Regions from separate parts of the Hordeum vulgare genome. Here region 2 is linked to region 1. Evidence: chromatin contacts called from public Hi-C data. All regions are on one chromosome and are shown on one strand. The core of a region is the stretch at or near the end of the contact, and the rest is flanking DNA. Distances in the headings are between cores, read along the strand shown.

Region 1 (5,729 bases), core at 276-2,775:
GGCATAACGGCATGGTTGAGGCGTGATAGGGGACAGGCTTGGGGCGCGCACAATGCTTCGGTCGGAGGCGCGTCGCCGATCCATCGGTTGTGCGCTCCAGATCTAGTGTCGGATACGCTTTGCGCGAGCACGCGTTGGCAATGTTGATTTGTCTTTCGTGCTCCAGTTCTGACCGTGTCGGTTCCTAGGTCGACGGGCCTAGGCAGGGCTCTCTTCTGCGAGGTGTAGTTGGTGGTATGTTTCATCATCGATGTTGGTCCTTGTGATGACCACTCCAGCCTACGACAGTGACCTCGCTGGGGATTGCGATGGCCACCAAAAGGTCTTCATGAGGGCTCCTCTCTCCAGATAGGTGGTTTACTTCGGCAATGAGATGCAGACTATGGACGATAGCATGACGTGAAGGAATGGTTGCACAATGGCGACGGTCACACATCACATGTAGTTGCTGGGATCGCGGCAAAGTGGTGGCGACAACACATAAGTGACATCGATGGTGGTGCTACTCGAGCACTAGGTCTGACCCGAGTTGGTTATATTCAGCAATGGTGATATTTTTACGTTGTTACCTTGTTGAAGGCATTGCTTGGATATCATCGGACTGGTTCTTTTAAGGTCAAAACCTAGATTCTGGCCTTGGGTGGTAGGATCCAATGACATTGGCGGATGAGCGTCGCTCCCTTTCTATGCTGAAGAACCTCATTGTCTGTGTGCAGTCATGAGATAGTTGGCGCCGATAAGGTCATTGTTGTACTTTGTGGCATATCTGATCGCTTTGTTGGGGGGAGGGGAGGGGGGGGGGGGTCTTATATGACTTTCTTATTTGCCGGCGTGTTTTTGTGAGGATACGCTTGGTATTGGTTATGTGCATCTTAGCTAGCTATGCACGGACTGGGTGTATGCTCATTGTGTTTGTATTCTCTTCATGCTTCATCTGAGCCAATAAAATTCACCATTTCTCTTAAAACCTATCACAATGAAAAGCCATCGGTTGCTGGATCTTTCAAAAAAGAAAGAAAAAAAGAAAACTACTATCAATTCCACAGCGACGAAGCAATTTCTGCACCTAACCACTTTGTGCCGCCGAACCAAATCGGCACTCCAGTGACTCCCTTTCACAACAACAAGGTGCCACCGCGGGAGATCACAATTCACATCACGCTCTTGACCCGCACGCATAAAGAAAAAGCAACGCGCACGCACCGGGCAGCTCCGCAGCGAGATCGCGGCACCGGCAAAGCAGCACGCTAGGGGGCGGCAGAAATAACAGATCGAAGCGGCGAGGGGAATGGGGCGGCAGGATACGCCACTGTGGCAGTAGCAGCAGCACAAGGCTTACCCGGAGTCCCGGACGGAACGTTTGGGGAGGGGAAGCGTCACCGACGAAGAGGAAGAGGACGAGGTGGCGATGGAGTTTAGCTAGTGAGGTGGGTATCGACGACGGGGACTAGAACGAGGGGTAGGCGGGACGCGCTCGCGAGGGAACGAAGCAGTCACGCCAACTCCACCGCGACCCCAAACGGACCTCACTTTTTGCTACGTACAATTCTATCCATTTGGGTGGCGAGATGAGATTGTGTTCGGCCCTGTCGTCGGATAATACCTGGTCAAACAGGTCGGCCCGGCATTGCCCGGCCCGGCCCGTGCTAAACGTGTCTGCCCCGGCACAGTTCACCGAGGCACGTTTAATAATCGGGCCGTGTCGTGTCAACCATGGGCTGCCCCTTCGGGTCAGACACGGTCCGGTTACTAAAAGGATCGGCCTGTTGGCCCGATTAACACGTTGGACAGCATAATTTCAGCCTCATGAGCTTGTTTTAGGCCTATTGGGCCATATATTATGTGTATATATATTAAAAATATTTAAAAATATGTAAAAAATAAAACGGGTCGTGTCGTGCCCAGCCTCCAGGCCCAGGCACGCCCCGAGGCGTGTCGCGTGTCTCGTACGACCCGTTTAAATCATGTCGGGCCGGGCCCGTGTCGTGCCGTCTTGGCGGGCTGGCGGGCCGACATGTTTAGCCCGGCCCGTTTGGCCAGGTATGCCTAGGATGCATTTGTCGCGCGCCCAGCGCGCGGCCACATCCGTTTGTCCTATCTTGTTCGCCTTCAAAAGAACAACGATTCAGATGCCAGCGGCCTAGTTCACGCCAGCGGCCCTAGTTCACGCGGGCAACACAGCCAGCGGCCTACACGTCCTCGCCGACAACAAAGTCAGCGGGCGGCAACACAACCAGCCTCCAAAATGAATAGTTTTGTTCGTCGGCAACACAGCCAGCGGGCGACAACATAGTCACCTCCATAATGAATTTGTTTCTCGCCGGAACACAGTGAGCGGCCAGCGGGCGGCACCCATGCCAGCCCCCAAAAAAGAACGGACACGTCCGATCGGACGAACTAGTTCAGGTTGTCGGCGTCGAACATCTCCTTCTGCCTGGCCTCGAACCAGCTCCTCATCTTCTCGCTCATCTTCGTCAAGTCCACGCTCATGATCGCAAGGGCCACCTCCTTCGCTTTGGTTGCGGCATTGGTGGCCTCGATGTCGAGCTGACTCTTCCTGGCCTCGACATTGGCGGCCTCAATGTCGAGCTGCCTTTGTCGGGCCGCCTCCTCCAGGTCGATCTTCCTCTTCTTGGTCGCCTCCTCAATCTCTAGCTTCTTCCTTTGAAGCTCGAGGTATTGCTTCATTTGCTCGTCCTTGCTTTGTCGCTTCTTCTCGTCCCTCATGTCCTTTTGAGACATCATGTCATGCAAAGTCTCATGCAAGGCGATGGATGCGGCATCATGTATGTCGTCCACCTAGGAGTTGGTCTTGCCCCTCGGCCTCTTCAACGCCTCGCCATCTCCACCTCCGGCGAACTTGGTCGTCTTCTTGCCTATATTCCTTTGAAGTTCACGATATTGATCCTTGAACTTAGGGCAATCATTGATGATCGACCAACAATGCGTAAGCGTGAATGGCTTGTCATCGTGCCGGGCCTTGAATGCTTCCAAAGATTAAAATGCCTACACCACATGATCAACAAGATTTGGACATGCAAACATATACAAGGCCGAAGCAAGGAAAGGACTAGGATGAGGAGAGCATACCATGTCCCCAATGCCGAGGCCACTCACGGGCCGTGCTTCAATGCTCTCCAATGCGGCGTAATACTTGTTGGACTCTTGTTGGATGAACAACCACCTCTTTTGAATCGAGGTGATACCACGGTCGCTTGTGATTTGATAGGGCTCAAACATCTTCCTTCCATGGAAAGTTTTGTGGACTCTCGTCCAAAAAACTAGGCCCTTTTGTTGCGCGCCCGTCCTCGGATCTTGGCTAATCACCGTCCAAGAGTTGCAAATCAGCTTGTCCTCATCTTGGGTGTATGAACCCGTGCGAATGCTTTTCTTTTTCTTTTGTGCTTCCGCTCTTTGGGTGAGCTCGTTGATGAACAATGGCTCACCACTAATATCAATGTCATTGACTTCATCTTCATCGCCATCACCTTCGCAATAGATGTCGTCCTCTCCATGCCACGAGTCACCATGGTCGTAGTGAGCACGGTCGTCGGCCTCTTCATCGGCAACGAACTGGGCGCGGCCATCGTGACTTTGGGTCTCGTCAGGATCGTAGGCAGGGACATGTCCACCATTGTAGATCACGTCCTCCATGAACTGGTCATAGGTGTTGTCGACCGGTGCCATTGGTGTTGGCATTTCGTCGAACAGGATGCGGGGGGACGACATGGTGCCCGCAAACGACGGTCGTGCTTGCTTTCTTTGCATCTCGACGAACGCCCGGCCGCCGCTGCTGGACCCTGGCGCGACGTTGAGGTTGATGCGGGCCGAGGGGCATGGGGTGGAAGGCGCGATCACGCTCACGTCCGGCAACCCCGAGAAACGGGTGTGGGCGTTGTGCCTTGGCGGGAGGTAGCCAGGCAACACAACCATGGTCCGCGACGTCGGCGACTGGCAGTGGGGAGACCGGGCGACCGACGAGCCTGTGCTCGCCGGGCCGACGGCCGCTGCAGAGAAACCGGCCAGTCGACAAATGCCAAGCATGAGGAGGGCGTGCGCTTTTGTTGACGATGGCCTCCTTCTCCTCGACCTCGATCTTGCGCCGCGCGGCCTCCATTGCATCGCGCTCGGCGGCGAACTTGCGCGCGGCGGCGTTGTCCTTCACCGCCGCCCTCCGGTTCCTCCTCTTCGCCGATTTCGTGTCCAACTTGGCGATCTCCTCCGGCATGCACTCCTCCCGCGGCTTCCTTGGCGCCTTGGCCTTCTTCTTCTTGGCCATTCCGGGCTGGTCGACGGCCGGGCCGCCGGAATTCGGGTAGGCGTCGGCCATGGACGGGAGAGAGAGAGGGAGACTGCGAGAAGTGGGAGGGTTTAGGGGGAAATGGTACCAAAAGGGGCGGGGTGGGTTTTACTTTGTGTCACCGACTGGCGGGCCAGGGGCGGAGGAGTGCGCACGTCCCGCCCGTCCGCGCGTTGTCCGTTTCACCCCAAAATCGGCGCAAAGTTGGGCCGGGGATGGGTCGAAAACGGACACAAAACGAACAAACGTCTGTTTGCTCCCGCGCGCTGGGCCGTCTGTTTTGTCCGTTTTGCCCCAAACGGAAACGCGCGGACAGGATGGGGTCGCGCGATGGAGTTGGCCTCAGGCCAACTCTAGGGCGCCACCACGTCTGTAAGTCCATTTGGCCCACATTCTGTTCGTTTGAGATGACAATGGGGTTGTTCATGTCTCGATAGGCCCGTGGCAGGATCGGTGTGTCCAACACGTGGCCGCATCACAATCATCTGGGACAAATAGGGCATTTAAAAAAATGGAATAAACAAAAAAGCCAGAAAAATGTAAATAAAACGCAAACATTAATAATTATACATTAATAAAGACATTGTTCAACTGTCCCATGGCCCACAGTCCTTAATTAACATAATTTAAAAATACAAATAAAATGCGCCGCCCCGCGCTGTTGTGGTGCGTGTCATGTCTCGAGGCGATGTCGTTGTCGTCATCGTATCCAGTGAGGTTGATGTACGTCGGCATCGTCTAGAGGTGAGCTGACGGCCCCTCGAAGTTTGGCGGCGCTAGCGGCGCCTGCACCACCTCCCCGCGTGGCGATGACTCGCGCTCCGGTGACCTCGTCGGCGTGGAGCACCAAGGCTCGGCCCCCAATCTCTGGGCCATCTCCGTGGTCATGCACGACCACGTCCAGCGCTGGCCCACCAGATTCAGGGGGAACGCGGCCACTGGCTGCTCCTCGTGCACCTCCTCCTTCACCGCCACGGGTTGCTCCTTCGGGATGGCCACATCGCCGGCTGCGGAGAGGGCCATCATCTCCTCCAGCCCCACCCACTAGCGCTCATCGTACATGTTCATGGAATCTTTCATGACACGCTCGACGAGCCAGGCCTCCTCCTCTACGGTCATGCGAGAAGGTGGTGGTGGCGACGGAGAGGGCAACGGCGACGGGGTCGGCGTTAGGCCATGCACCCGCGTACGCCCCCGCACATAGGGAGGGCCCGCGTGCCCGACACTCTGCACGTGCCCGCCGCGGGTTGTTGTGTTCGTCGGCAAAATAGGACGCGCGCCGCACGTCGTGCTCATCACGAAACCAGGTGTCCCACAGGGGAGAATCCACGGCGTACCTCGGGTCATAGTAAAGGTCGTCGGGGAGGCGGCGGCGGTGTTGGATCTCGTCGCGACGAGCACGGCCGCTCATTGGCACCGGTGGGTCGGC
Region 2 (6,103 bases), core at 1,513-4,012, 330 kb after region 1:
CCTGGGACACTTCTACCCCAAATTGACAGGAGCCACCAGGAAATAAATCACGGTCACAAGGATAACCTAGAGGTTCCAAAATACCACGTGATCCTAAAACATTTTTGAGTGAGAAGAGGGATAGAATTAAAATTCTTACGTCGGTATTCCTCACCAGAGCAGGGAAGGGGAGTAAAAGAATCCTACTCTGCGATATATAACTAGACTCCAAATATTTTTCTAGACTCGACTCAACCAAGTTCGACCAATGAAGAGGCTCCTAGGTCGGTATTGCTCTCATACCAACACGTAACGACCAAGATGCAATATTGTCCTCATCCGGGCTCATGGGCCTAGATAGGGATAGAAGCGCATCTCGTCATTTCGCAAGAATGGATATCGTTACAAATACATGTAAAGAGGAGATGAGTATACGGAATTGGCTTGCACTCGCCACAAGCTAAATCATGATTATCTCGATCCATTAATTAATATCAAGCATCATACATAAATACAGGGTGCGACTATGGACGAAATCAAACGATAAAAAGGACATCTATCCTTGCTATCCCAGGCTGACGACCTAGAACCCATCCTATGATCGATGATGATGAAGAAGAAGAACTCCAAATCAAACAAGCATCGCTCTCACGTCAAAGCATCATATTTCCTGTACCTGCAACTGTTGTTATAGTAATCTATGAGCCACAAGGACTCAGCAATCTCATTTCCAAGGGTATCAAGACTAGCAAATCCAAATGGATGAGGTTTGGTTAACTGGTGAGTCAGCAACAAGCACTAAGCATTTATGTGAATGGCTAGCTTACGAGTACAAGAATAAGAAGAGTGATCTACGCATAAATGGACATGAACTAGTAATGATCGAGAAGTGATCCTGGACACCTACTTAGGAGTCGTTCATAACCCCATCATGTTCTCTTCCAGGTTCAAACCTCACAAGGAGAGATAGTCACGGTTACTCACCCGGTTGGTATATTTCATTTGAGTTTACTTCAAGTTTGCTACGACCGTGTGTTAAACAAATTTCCAGGTTGCCACATAACCGTGAGAACAACTCTCAGAAAGATTTACCCCTGCACGGGTGCTACAACTCATCCATAGAAAAATAGCCACAAGTTGCGCTAGGAAACCTCAACGTCGAGATAGCCCAAGGTATCCTCGAAATCCGGGCTCAGAAGACATTCGAGAAAGGCAAAACTTATCTAGAAAGGCTGCCCAACTTGCCGACAATCACGATAGGAGTCACACATCTCATTCTTAGGGCACAACTGGATAGAGCTAACTCCCTATGCATTAAAAAGGTGTTTAATATTATTATGGTGGGAAGATATAGTACCAATGTTGGGCCTTTCCGGAAGAGTTTTATCACAATACAAAAATCAAGTGGGTCACCATAACAACCCCAAGCATATTAGAAGTGCTCAATATGAAACAAAACACCGGTACACATGTAGCTAGGGTGACAAAGGTGGAACAAAACACCGAGAGAAAGGCCAAGCCTTCCACCTTTTACCAAGTATATATGTGCATTAAATTAAATAGCAATAATATTGTGATATCCCCAGATATCCATGTTGTCACATGGAAACAACCTGCACCTACAACTAACAACGATATAAGAAGGGATGAGCAAGCGGTAACTTAGCCAAACAATGGTTTGTTGGGAAGTTCGAGGGGTTAGAGGCCTATCATGGCATTTTCGGGAGCCCTTACAAACTAGTGGTGGGAAGCAATACATAGCAATAGAAACGATACAACTAGAATGACAATGATAGTACTGATATCGAGGGAAATTGTCATCTTACCTAAGATCCTGCTTGGAACAAGAACAAATGTGTGAAGTACGCGAACGGAGTGTAGTCGAACTAGTCCTCACACTCCGAACACTTTTGAAACTTTAGCAAGGAGAAGAAAATCCAGAAACAATCAAATGAGATGGTAAACACCACAACATTTTCTTGGCATGATGCGCAAACAAATGTGATGCATGTTTGGTTTAAATAGGCATAGCATGCCCGATGTAACAATCAAATACTACAAATTAAGTGAAGCTCAATATGCATCGATTGCATAGTGACAAAACTCCACGATCAATTTATTTAGTTCACTCACATTTATGTACTCAACAATTTAAATGTTGTTAAGCATGGCAAGTGGTGAAGCATGAATATACTACACATTTAGGCAAGTTTAAATGAGACGAAAACAACGAATAACAATTGCAAAAATACTCCGATGTACTTTTCGAATTTGCTATTGTTCACCTAAAACATATTGTAATTATTGTTAAACAGGAAAAATAATGCCACCAAGTTATTCTACACATCTTTTAATCAATTTACATATAAAGTTTATTTAATTTGGAGCTGCGGTTCATTAGTTAGGAAAGAAACCATTTTAATAGACCATTTGTGCATGTAAACATTATTTTAAACATTTAAACATGGATGAAAAATGGATATTATTAATCTACACAATATTGTAAACATTTTACATGTTTAATTCATTTTAATCCGATGTACGTTTTGTGAGATATTAATATCATCAACTCTAGATTATTTGGTGAAACTCGCGTTCTCTAAATAAATAGATAATTTCGCTACACAAAAAAAAAACTAGTCACGAGCCGAAATTAGGATTGGCCCAAGAGTGCATACCCGAGCGCAAGATAAGAAACAATTCCTAGGGCGCACAATAGAGGGGATCGACGCTGGCTCACCATGGCTTGGCCCGGGCGAACCAGCTGGGCCTCAGCATGGCCCATGTAGAGGCAAGCAGCTGGGGCGGGCTGGCTAGGCCATGAAGGTGCGCCTGGTCCGGTCGTGCAGCCGCCCAAGCATTGTCAACACGGGCGTTGCTCATCATCTCCTTCGCTCGATGCAGACGAGCAAAGCGGCCCGAACCTCCTGGTTCGATGGAGATTGGCAGCGGCATATGAGATAGGGACGAGGTCGGGGGAAGTGGAATGGGTAGATCGATTCATGCGGGACCTGCAGGTAACAAATCTGGCGACGAAGCTCCGGATCGTGGCCAAGGCAATCAGGGGTGCGGCTGGAAACTTCCTCCATGGCAGCAACTTCTCCCTACACACAGGACAGGTGCGCGCGCAAAGGATAGAGCATACAGCGGGAGAGAGCTATGGGAGGAGTTAGAGGAGGGCGCGAGGGATGACGCTTGACTGGTCGAGGTCGCCGATGGGCAAGGTCATCGGAGGGGCGCGGGGTCATAGCGTTGGCCTGTAAGGGCGTCACCGACAAGTGGAGCATGAGGTGGTGCTCGAAGAGGTGCAGGACAAAGAGTTTGGTGCGGCGGGTACTGGCTGGAGGCGGCGGTCCCGGATCCGGTTGCTTGTTCAGCTCTGGGCTCGGCATACATGGTTATTGCTGGAGCTCAAAGGTGCACTCAGGCGTGAGGACAAGCTATGGTCGCTGGACCTGTTTGGTTGATGAAGTGGAAAAAACAAGGACCTGAAGTGGTTGGGTGGTTTCAGATCTGCAGGAAGGAGATTGTTGGCTGTCGCGGGAATCAAGGAAGGAGTGATTTTGGATCGGGGAAGGTGGTGGATCTCGAGGAAGGGGAAGAGAGTGGTGGCGGGGTGAGGAAAATGAGTGTGTAAGCCTAGGTTTGGACTAATTTGGTTAGGGTTAGTTTATATATGAAAAAAATGAGACTAGTTTTGGACCCTTCGATTTAGGTCGGACGACCGATATAAATAGGTTAGGGAGTCCAATTGAAAGACGAATGATGGTTTGAGGTATTTGGGGTTGATTTGGACCCAATGGTCATGTCCGTACATTTCGGGTTTGGGGAAGTTATCGTCCGCACTTGAGGGGTTTGTGCACTGTGTAGAGGGGCTAGGCGTAGCAGAGAGTGAAAAACGGGGGCAGCCCGACAACAATTTCTAAAAACGTAAACGTCCGACAATTTACCCGATTATAGTGTCGCTATAGTTTAATGCCAGGGCAACAAACGACTTCTGAATGCGATGAAATTTGACAGACGGTCTACCTACACTATGTTAAGAACGCGCGCTAATTTTCAACCCATTCCGAGAAATTTGTATGACCACTTTAAAAAAAACAATATTTTAACCATGTCGCGGGCTCGTGCGTGTGTTGTTTGTCACTAAACGGTCAACAAGGGAAATAGAGGGAACCAATTACTATTAACAGATGCAAGTTTTAAAAAATGATGGTGAAGGGGTGCCGTTGAATGTGAATGATGCATATGATGCGATGATGAATGCAACAAACAACTGAAACACATGACGAGACTCAAAATAAATGGAATGCGTGTGGGGCGTCAGTCTCGGACTGTTACATTGATGGAGTCAAACCTTGGACCTCCAGCCATAGATCACATCATCTTTGCCAAAATAAAGCAGAAGCAAATTATTGGGACTAGATGGAGTTGCTATCACAAGGCATAGGAGGGCACATGGAAAATATGATGCTTGTCGAATCCCTTGGTTACAACTTAATGTCTATCTCAATGCTTTGTGATCTTGACATGCTTATCATTTTAGCAAATTTCAATGCGTTGTACTAACTGCCTGTGACAAAACCAAAGTCTTCGAAGGTTTTCGAAGAGGTGATCTATACATAGTAGACTTCTCTGCAGGACCAAATGTTGCCACATGTCTTCTAGCAAAAGCTTCATAATGTTGGCTATGGCATCGAAGGTAGGACATGCTGGTATGAGGAACTTGCATACCCTTGCCAAGAAGAATCTCATCATTAGCATCAAGTGTGTCAAGTTCAAGAAAGATCATCTTTGTGCTGCCTGCGAAGCCGTGAAGATGACAATGGACAAACACCCCTCGAAGACAATCATGATGACTTCCAGTCCCTTCGAGCTTCTCCATATGAACTTATTCGGCCCTACTCAGTACTCCACCTTCTCTACCACTTCAAATCTATATGGCTTTGTTATTGTTGATGATTATTCTAGATATACCTAGGTGCACACCTTACTTTACAAGATCAAAGTGCAGCATGTCTTCACGCGTTTTGCAAACAGGCGCATGACCAACTACAAAGTCAAGATCAAGCATATCATGAGTGATAATGGCACAGAGTTCAAGAACACTGGTCTGGATACATATCTTCACTCCCTTGGAGTCACACATGAGTTCTCTGGTCCATATACACCGCAATAGAAAAGTGTTATGGAACGCAAGAACATGACTCTCATAGAGATGGCATGTACTATGCTCTATGAGTACAAGACACCACAAAAATTCTAATCTGAAGCTATTGACACTACATGCCACATCATCAAGAAAGTACATCTTCACAAGTTCCTCAAGAAAACCTCATATGAACTACTTACTAGTAAGAAACCCAATGTAAGTTATTCCAAAGTCTTCGGTGCAAGATGTCGAATTACAGATCTAGACCACACTTCTCAATTTGCATCGAAAGCACCTGAGGGCTGCATGATTGGTAATGGAAAGGATTCACACACCTACACAGTCTTCAACATTTTTCACAATAAAATTGTTGATATTGTAGATGTGCGGTTTGATGTGGCTCTCAAAGAGAGCACCTGCCACCTGTGCTAGATGAACTTCCACCCGAAGAAGATATTAGGCTGATGGGCACTTGTGAGATCATACCTTAGGAATACGACGGTGAGGAAGTTATCATTCCTCTACCTACCCATAGCAAAGACAATAATGCTCCTCAAGATAATGCGGTTGATGAAGACAATGCTCAGTAGCAGGATCAAAGTCTTTGTCCTGCTCATCCGCGAGTTGCTAACGAAGTGAAAATCAGGAAGATGCTCGAGAGCACCAATGCAACGGATCCTCTCACTCTCTCAAGAGCTAACCAATTGGTTAACTTTTTCGGGCACTTTGCTTTTGTGTCTATCTCAGAGCCCACAAAAGTAGATGAAGCTTTCATAGAATTGGTATGGATTCAAGGCATGCAAGAAGAGCTTCATCAAGTCAAGCTCAACAACGTATGGGAAGTCGTCAAGCGACCAGATCCATGCAAGCACAACATTTTTGATACAAAGTGGATCTACCGCAACAAGCAAGATGAATCTGGCCAAGTGGTAAGAAAAAAGGCTTGACTTGTAGCTCAAGGGTACACACATG

The links. A called contact is a pair of places that touch in the nucleus more often than the background predicts.
Region 2: a Hi-C map of seedling shows a contact between it and region 1, with 3 times the contacts expected there. The contact joins the enhancer-like site here to the promoter of LOC123406199 in region 1. A contact is called at or near these places in 2 of 6 Hi-C or Micro-C datasets (leaf and seedling).

Annotation. Positions count from the first base shown.
Region 1 is chr6H:244,659,810-244,665,538 of MorexV3_pseudomolecules_assembly, forward strand. It overlaps LOC123406199 (cyclic nucleotide-gated ion channel 1-like), which reads right to left and starts at 1,526. Exons shown (of 8, transcript XM_045099673.1): 1 at 1,340-1,526. It also overlaps the pseudogene LOC123405350.
Region 2 is chr6H:244,990,934-244,997,036 of MorexV3_pseudomolecules_assembly, forward strand. No RefSeq gene overlaps it. Among protein-coding and RNA genes, the nearest start is that of LOC123406199, 330 kb to the left of the region's middle. Within about 2 kb of position 2,763, at least 3 of the 3 cell types and tissues checked have open chromatin away from gene starts, as enhancers often do. A contact at or near this core is called in leaf and seedling, where this site is marked.